2 separate regions of the Callithrix jacchus genome follow, and region 2 is linked to region 1. The links are chromatin contacts, called in public Hi-C maps. All regions are on one chromosome and are shown on one strand. Each heading gives the region's core, a stretch centred on a gene start, on an enhancer-like site or on the middle of the called end of the contact. The rest is flanking DNA. Distances are from core to core; before and after follow the strand shown.

Evidence for each region. A called contact is a pair of places that touch in the nucleus more often than the background predicts.
Region 2: a Hi-C map of skeletal muscle shows a contact between it and region 1, with 2.9 times the contacts expected there. The contact joins the enhancer-like site here to the promoter of MGST3 in region 1. A contact is called at or near these places in 3 of 3 Hi-C or Micro-C datasets (induced pluripotent stem cells and skeletal muscle).

The regions. Positions count from the first base shown.
Region 1 is chr18:36,212,149-36,215,381 of calJac240_pri, reverse strand. MGST3 (microsomal glutathione S-transferase 3) reads left to right here and starts at 1,740. Exons shown (of 6, transcript XM_035280028.3): 1 at 1,740-1,897. The coding sequence starts at 1,864. RXRG (retinoid X receptor gamma) reads right to left here and starts at 1,659. Exons shown (of 16, transcript XM_078355043.1): 1 at 1,618-1,659.
Region 2 is chr18:36,400,946-36,404,178 of calJac240_pri, reverse strand. RXRG (retinoid X receptor gamma) reads right to left here. Exons shown (of 16, transcript XM_078355043.1): 13 at 3,036-3,168; 14 at 1,724-1,815; 15 at 315-420. Among named protein-coding and RNA genes, the nearest start is that of LMX1A, 53 kb to the left of the region's middle. Within about 2 kb of position 1,693, at least 3 of the 16 cell types and tissues checked have an H3K27ac peak or open chromatin away from gene starts, as enhancers often do. A contact at or near this core is called in skeletal muscle, where this site is marked.

The DNA.
Region 1 (3,233 bases), core at 491-2,990:
GTAGCTTTAAATGAAATGACTCTATTAAGCCATTTCCTCAAATCATTTGTGTGAAAATGAGAGAGATAGAAAAGGGAGAGAGAGAAGGAAAGAAGGAAAGATGGACTAATTTTAACTATCAGAATTTAGACATCCTAATGAGGATTGCTTTTCAAAGACACCCCTTGGAAGCTACATATCTAATTCCAGGTGACACTACCACACTGATCAGAATGTTCATGGAAATCCTCTTTGGAATCACTTTTCAAGCTACATAAGAAAACCCGTACATTCCTTAATAGTCATATTTTTTCTTTTTCTTTTTAAATTCCAAAATGGGGTGCCCACCTAGCTCAGTTAGTAGAACAGGAGACTCTTAATCTCAGGGTGGTGGGTTCAAGCCCCACATTGGGTGCTGTTTCCCAGCACTCTGGGACGCCAAGATGAGCAGATCACTTGAGCTCAGGAATTTGAGACCAGCCTGGCCAACATGGCAGAACCCTGTCTCTACAAAAAAAAAAAAAAAAATTATTCAGGTGTGGTAGCGCATGTCTGTAGTTCCAGTTACTTGGGAGGATGAGGTGGGAGGACCACTTGAACCCAGGAGGTGGAGGCTGCAATGAGCCCAGAGTGCCACTGCACTCAAGCCTGGGTGACAGAGTGAGACCCTGTCTCAAAAAAAATAAGGAAAAAAAATAAGGAAAAAAAACCCAGCCTTTTGATCTACTTAGTTCCAAATGCTTTTTGACTATTTGCTAAAATATATACATACATGCATACATCAAAACAAAAACGACTCAGGAAAGGGAAATATTTTTACACTGAGGATATCCAAGAATGCTGGGTACATTATTCCACTTTCCCTTTTTGTCTGCTTATTACCCACCTCCTCCATCAGTGCCCTCCACCTTCTGACAGAAAACCAGGTCTTTTCTCTTTAAACCAAGGGGATTCAAAATGATATGGGGGGAATGTCCCTTACAGTGGCCAGCCGCAATCCCACGAGGACTTCAGCATATTCCTTTACTCCTTCTGCGTCTTTTAACATATCTGAAAATAAAAAGTAGGTAAACTGTACCTACTTTTCAGAATGTGGCAGGGATTCGAGGTGTTATCTCTCTATGTAGAAGGAAACACTTTAGGCTCCCAAGTAACAAAATGTAAATGTCTAGCAAGTATTAAAAAAAAACACACACACACAGTAGGAAAGGTATTTTTCTCATATAAAAGGCCAAAAGTAAGGAAGTGACAGAAAGGCTGAATGCCGACCTTTTCAGAGTTTACGTATTTTAAACAATTACACTGAAATTACACTGACCCATAAAATAAAAGTATTTCTTGTGCCCCTGTCAAAAGCAAGTGGGTTTTTACTTCAAGGGTGAATAATAATAATGCTTTGGGGATGACGAATAAAAGAGCTTCCCCTGACTGGCCGAGGTGAAGCCATCGGGGCTATCCCACCTCTCCTCGTCGATCTGGAAGGCTTCCTGAAGGAACTGGGGTTTGTGTCCCTGGCACTCCGGGGACCTGCTTCGGGCTCAGCGCGCTGCCTGGGGGCCTCCGCGCTCGCTCTGGCAACAGGCCGCCCCGAGTCGCGGCCAAAGTCCCTGCTATGCAGACCTAGGCGACCGCACTTACCAAGCGCGAGGAGTCGGCCCAATGAGCTCCGCCCTCTCCAGCGCGCTTTCCGTGATCCACCAATCAGGTGCTGCTACAAAAGCCCGAGCTGAGTGGTCAGCTTCCCTGGGAGGGCGGGGTTTAGGGAAACAGAAACTGGACGGAAAAGGGGGCTGTTTTTCCCCTTGCCTGTGACATGGATGTTAGTGACTAAAGATCAAAATTCCAGTTAAAGGAGGAGCCGAGACTTGTAAGCCGACTGTTACTATGGGGCCAAGAGAGAGGTTTCAGAGGAATCCCAGTAAGTGAGAGTGCTGGGATGTGGGAGGGGCCCACGGAGTCCCCCTGCGTGTCTGAGATCACACCCTGCTGGGTACCCTGCCGGAGTGTGCTGGAGGAGGTGACTGGATCAAGACTCCAGAGTTTGCTCCTGAGATGGAAAAACAAAACAACCCAATAATAATACTAATAATGACAGCCCTGGGAGGGGACGGTTGCAACAGGTCTTATGAGAAAGTAACTGTGGAGGTTCAGGGAAGGTGTGGGCATGTTGGTGAAGTAAGGTTGTGAGTGGAAGACGAAAATGCCGCTTCTGGGGAAGAGAATACCGTCAGAAGGAAGGAAAGGAAGGAGGGAGTGCGAGGGGAGGGGAGATCAAGGGAGAGGAGGAAAGGAGAGAAAAGAAGGGAGAGGCGGATAGGGGAAGAGGGAAGGGAATACGTTGAGGTGATTGGTATTCTGCCAATCCCATTCTGCATGCTAGTGAGACCTAGCAGGGACTAGAGTTTCAGGAAGTAAATATGAGCATAATGAAGGATAACAGAGAGGAAAGAAAAAGGAAATAATTGAAAAGTTTGAAAGAAGAAAAGCAGCAGCTGAACCAGTCTGGGGGGTGCGGGGGATAGAAGGAAATTAAAATTATCTAAGCTTCTGTTTCATGGATAGAAGGACGATATTTTCTGGCCCATTATCAGGATACAAGTTGAAAAAAAAAGCTATTGAACTTGTGGGGAAAGTGGCTGGTTTAAATTAGCCCTGCCCCTGAAAATCTAAGCTGTGTTTGTGGGTCTTATGGTTGAGTTAACTCATAGGCCCAGGAGAGGAAGGATGAAAGGATGCCTGGATGACCCGCAAAGAATTTGCATCAGGTCAACACGCAGAGCATGTATGCTACTTTCTTCAGAAACCTTCAGGAGTCATAGACTACGGTCAGTTCTTTGTCGGAATTACTTTAGATTTACTACAGTTGTTTTCTCAGCAAATGCACATAAAGCATGGAATTGTTCTTAGCTGTGCAGACCTTGTCTATTTTCTGAAAGGAATAACAATACTAACTTTTAACGCCCTACATACATGACATCTTTGTACTTTTCAAATCACCGTGTTACCCCCTTCCCTTCTCCTCTGACAGTGCCTGGCTGAATCTCTCCTATTCTCACAATGGCTTTGCCTCCATTCCACTGAGGTCTTCCCATTGCTCACATCATTATACTGTTTTTTTACTTCACTTCCATGCTTGTTTCTTACTATACAAAGGGTACTGTAATTCTGAGTTCCCCATATATAGAGTCACTTTTCCACGAACTTTATTAATAAAAGGAAGGGTCTTCGTTTTCCAGTATGGAGCTATACTGATG
Region 2 (3,233 bases), core at 444-2,943, 190 kb before region 1:
AAGTCACTCAACTTTTCTGGGATTCTGTTTCTTGATAGAAATTGGAGATAATAATTCCCACATTTATGCGTTTGCTATTTATCCTCCATTTAAAGATGTGTACTATATGTCGGGCACTGCTTTATGTGTTGAGGCTAGAGGAGTGAATGGTGAGAAAGACAGACGAGGCCACTAGCCCTGTGGAGTCAACATTTTTGTCACTTTAAGCTTGTTATGAATATTAAACCTAACCAGTGCCTGCTGCACATTAGGAGCTCAGAAGATGAAGAGTGGAGTCGTTGCTGCTGTGACTATCCTTCTGCCAGCACTCTCACCTGCCTGGCTGTTCCGGATACTTCTGCTTGGTGTAGGCCTCAAGGGTGGCATAAACCTTCTCTCGCAGAGTCTCCACCTCAGAGGGGTTGGAGAGGCCCTTGGCATCTAAAAGAGATGACTGATTTAGCCTTTGGTTACACATCTCCTAGCAGAGGCTGTCCCTGTTCCCTCTGGCCACCCTCCCTAGAGTTACTAGAGACACCCTGGATGAAAACAAGTGTGAAATAAACAAAGCTGGTCATTCGTGCCCCCTTGTTCTTCTTTCTGTGCCCAACTTACCCAACAAACTCTTGGGGCAAAGATTTTAAATTCCATTAATAGGCAAATGTACGCACCACTGACTAAAGAGGAGAGCTGTACTTTATCCAGGCCATTCTCGAAATACTACCTGCACACATTTACTGAGTATCTACTATGTGCTAAGCATGAACTGAATGATAAGATGAGGCACAAAAGCTGAATTGGCACATGTCCTGCATCAGTGAACTAATTGCCTAATTCTGGAGGTAAAGCCTCTGCACTAGCGACTCCTCATTCCGAAGGTTCATTTTTCTTGACCACAGCTGCGTTTGCTGGAGCTGATCAACTCCTTCGTGAAAGACTATTTTCCCTGAGCCTCCAGGACACCACCCTTCTGATTCTCTCCCTATCTCACTGCCTGCCCCTTCTCAGGTTCCTTTGCTGGCTCTTCCTTTTCTCCCTGACCTCTAAATGTTGGCATCCCCCAGGGCTCAGTCCCCAGCCCTCTTCTCTGCTCTGTCTCCCCAGATGATCTCGCCCCAGTGTCACAGCCTTACACAGGCAGAGGCTGCCAGCTCTCAGATGCATGTCTCTGGTCCTGGCTTCTCCCATGAGGTCCAGACTCATATGAGCTTTCTGGGCAGCCACTCTTGGGTATCTACTTACCCATCTTCTATTTTAATGTCCAAAGACAAGATCCTAATTCCTACCCACCTACTCTCAGAACCTGCTCCTCATGGAGTTTTCCCCACCTCAGTGAATAAGAACTTCATTTTTCCCATTGTTCAGGAAAATAAAAATTAAAAAAAAAAAAACAGAGAGTCATATTTAACTCCTTTCTTTCACATCCTATATTCAATCCGTCAGCAAATCATAGCGGCTTTACCTAGGAATACATTCAGAATCTGACTGCTTTTTACCACCCCCTTCACTGCCACCCTAGGCCACTGTCATTTTTCATCTTCCCCACTTGCCCCATACATGTGCCTGCCATGCCCATTCGAAACATTTTTTTAAGATGGCTGTAGCTGACACTGTGAGTTCTCCTGGGTTCCTGGCTCTGCCGTCTCTGTTTCAGCTGAGCTGGAGGACCAACAACATGGGAGCAGTGGAGGCTGGCCACAGAAGGGCTGAGTACACCCAGCCCCTGGGGTCCAAGGGCAGTTACCTGGGTTAAAGAGCACAATAGCTCGCAGGCACCCCAGCTCCGACTTGTCCATCTGCATGTCTTTCATTTTGGAAACCAGCTCAGTTAGAACTCTGTTAACAGGAAAGGAGCAGGTAATGAGAAAACCATGAGTACCAGGCCAAGAGTCAATACAATGAATTCAACCAAAATTTTTACATACCCACTCTGTTCCCAGACAATGTACCAGGTACTAGGGACACAGAAATGAAAAAGATACACACCTCCACTGCAAGATTACAGCTTAACTAAAGGAAAAGACATAAAAACAAGCAGCAACACAAAGCCCAGGAATATAACAGCCATGAGCAAAGTCCAAGTGGCCAAAGAGGCAGCAATGAACTCTGAGCAGGGAACCGGAAAGGCATCACAGAAGTCTTGGAAATTAGAAATGCAACACACAAAGCAAGCCAAGGGCATTGCATATCTAGAAAAACACAGCAGAGGGCAGCAGTCAGTGAACTGGTAGAAATGTCCAGGCACCCTGAAGGGGGATGGGTCATTCCAAAGGCCATGTTGGACTCTACATGGAACATGTGGGAAAGGGCAGGGAAATAGTAGAGACAGTTCAGTGGATGTGCACATGATTAAAAAAAAAAAAAAAAAGACCATTTACCATGGAGGTGGAAAGGGGCCACAGGGCCCTGGCATTGGACAGAGAGATTAATTTCAACTGATTTCTCCTCTTTACCAGTTCTCCAACCTCCCATTCTCAAGTCATTAACTACTCATTTTATTTGACTCCTCGGCTGATGGCTTAATTTTCCTTTAGTATCATTTTAAGGCCCAGAATGTCTGCCAGGGTGTCCCTGCCTGACCAAGATGGGTTTGCTCCTGCTGCAGGCCTCCTTCTGAGATCATCCAGAGCCCAGCATAAACAGCCCATTTTGCCTATTCGCTTGTGGACAGATCCTGATCCCTTTCCATCCCTGGCCCCTAGGATAAGCAGTTTACCCTCTCCACCCACAACTTACTAGCTGGTGTCAAGATCTAATCTCTTCTTGGAAAACCCATTGGGATAACTGTTTCTTCCATCTGCCCGGCAACTGTGCTGGCCTCTGATTGGCTCCGTCTTATTGTGATCTCAACCTTTATTTTAATCTCTCCCTCATTCCCCAGGTTTATAGTTTCATGTGCCAAGTGGTCTCTGCATAGTCACGTGCAGCTAACTGAGCTGCCCATCCTCCATCCCAGCACTACCCAGAGGTTTATGCCCACATAATTCATGTATATACCCATGTGTATACATACACATACATAATACACACAAATACTGAAAGCAGAAGAGAGACACCTGTCAAAGATGGAGCCGACCCCAGCACTATGGGCACTGCTCCGGTGGACGTGTAAACCCGTGGCCAGAAGGATGCCATCCTGCACGGAAACTGAGCGGTGGGAGAAAGAGGCAATCAGCAATTCATTCCACCCTGCAAGGATAAGGAGGAGGTCTTGAGGGAAAACAGGCCACATTCTTTCTTTCTTTATAATCACC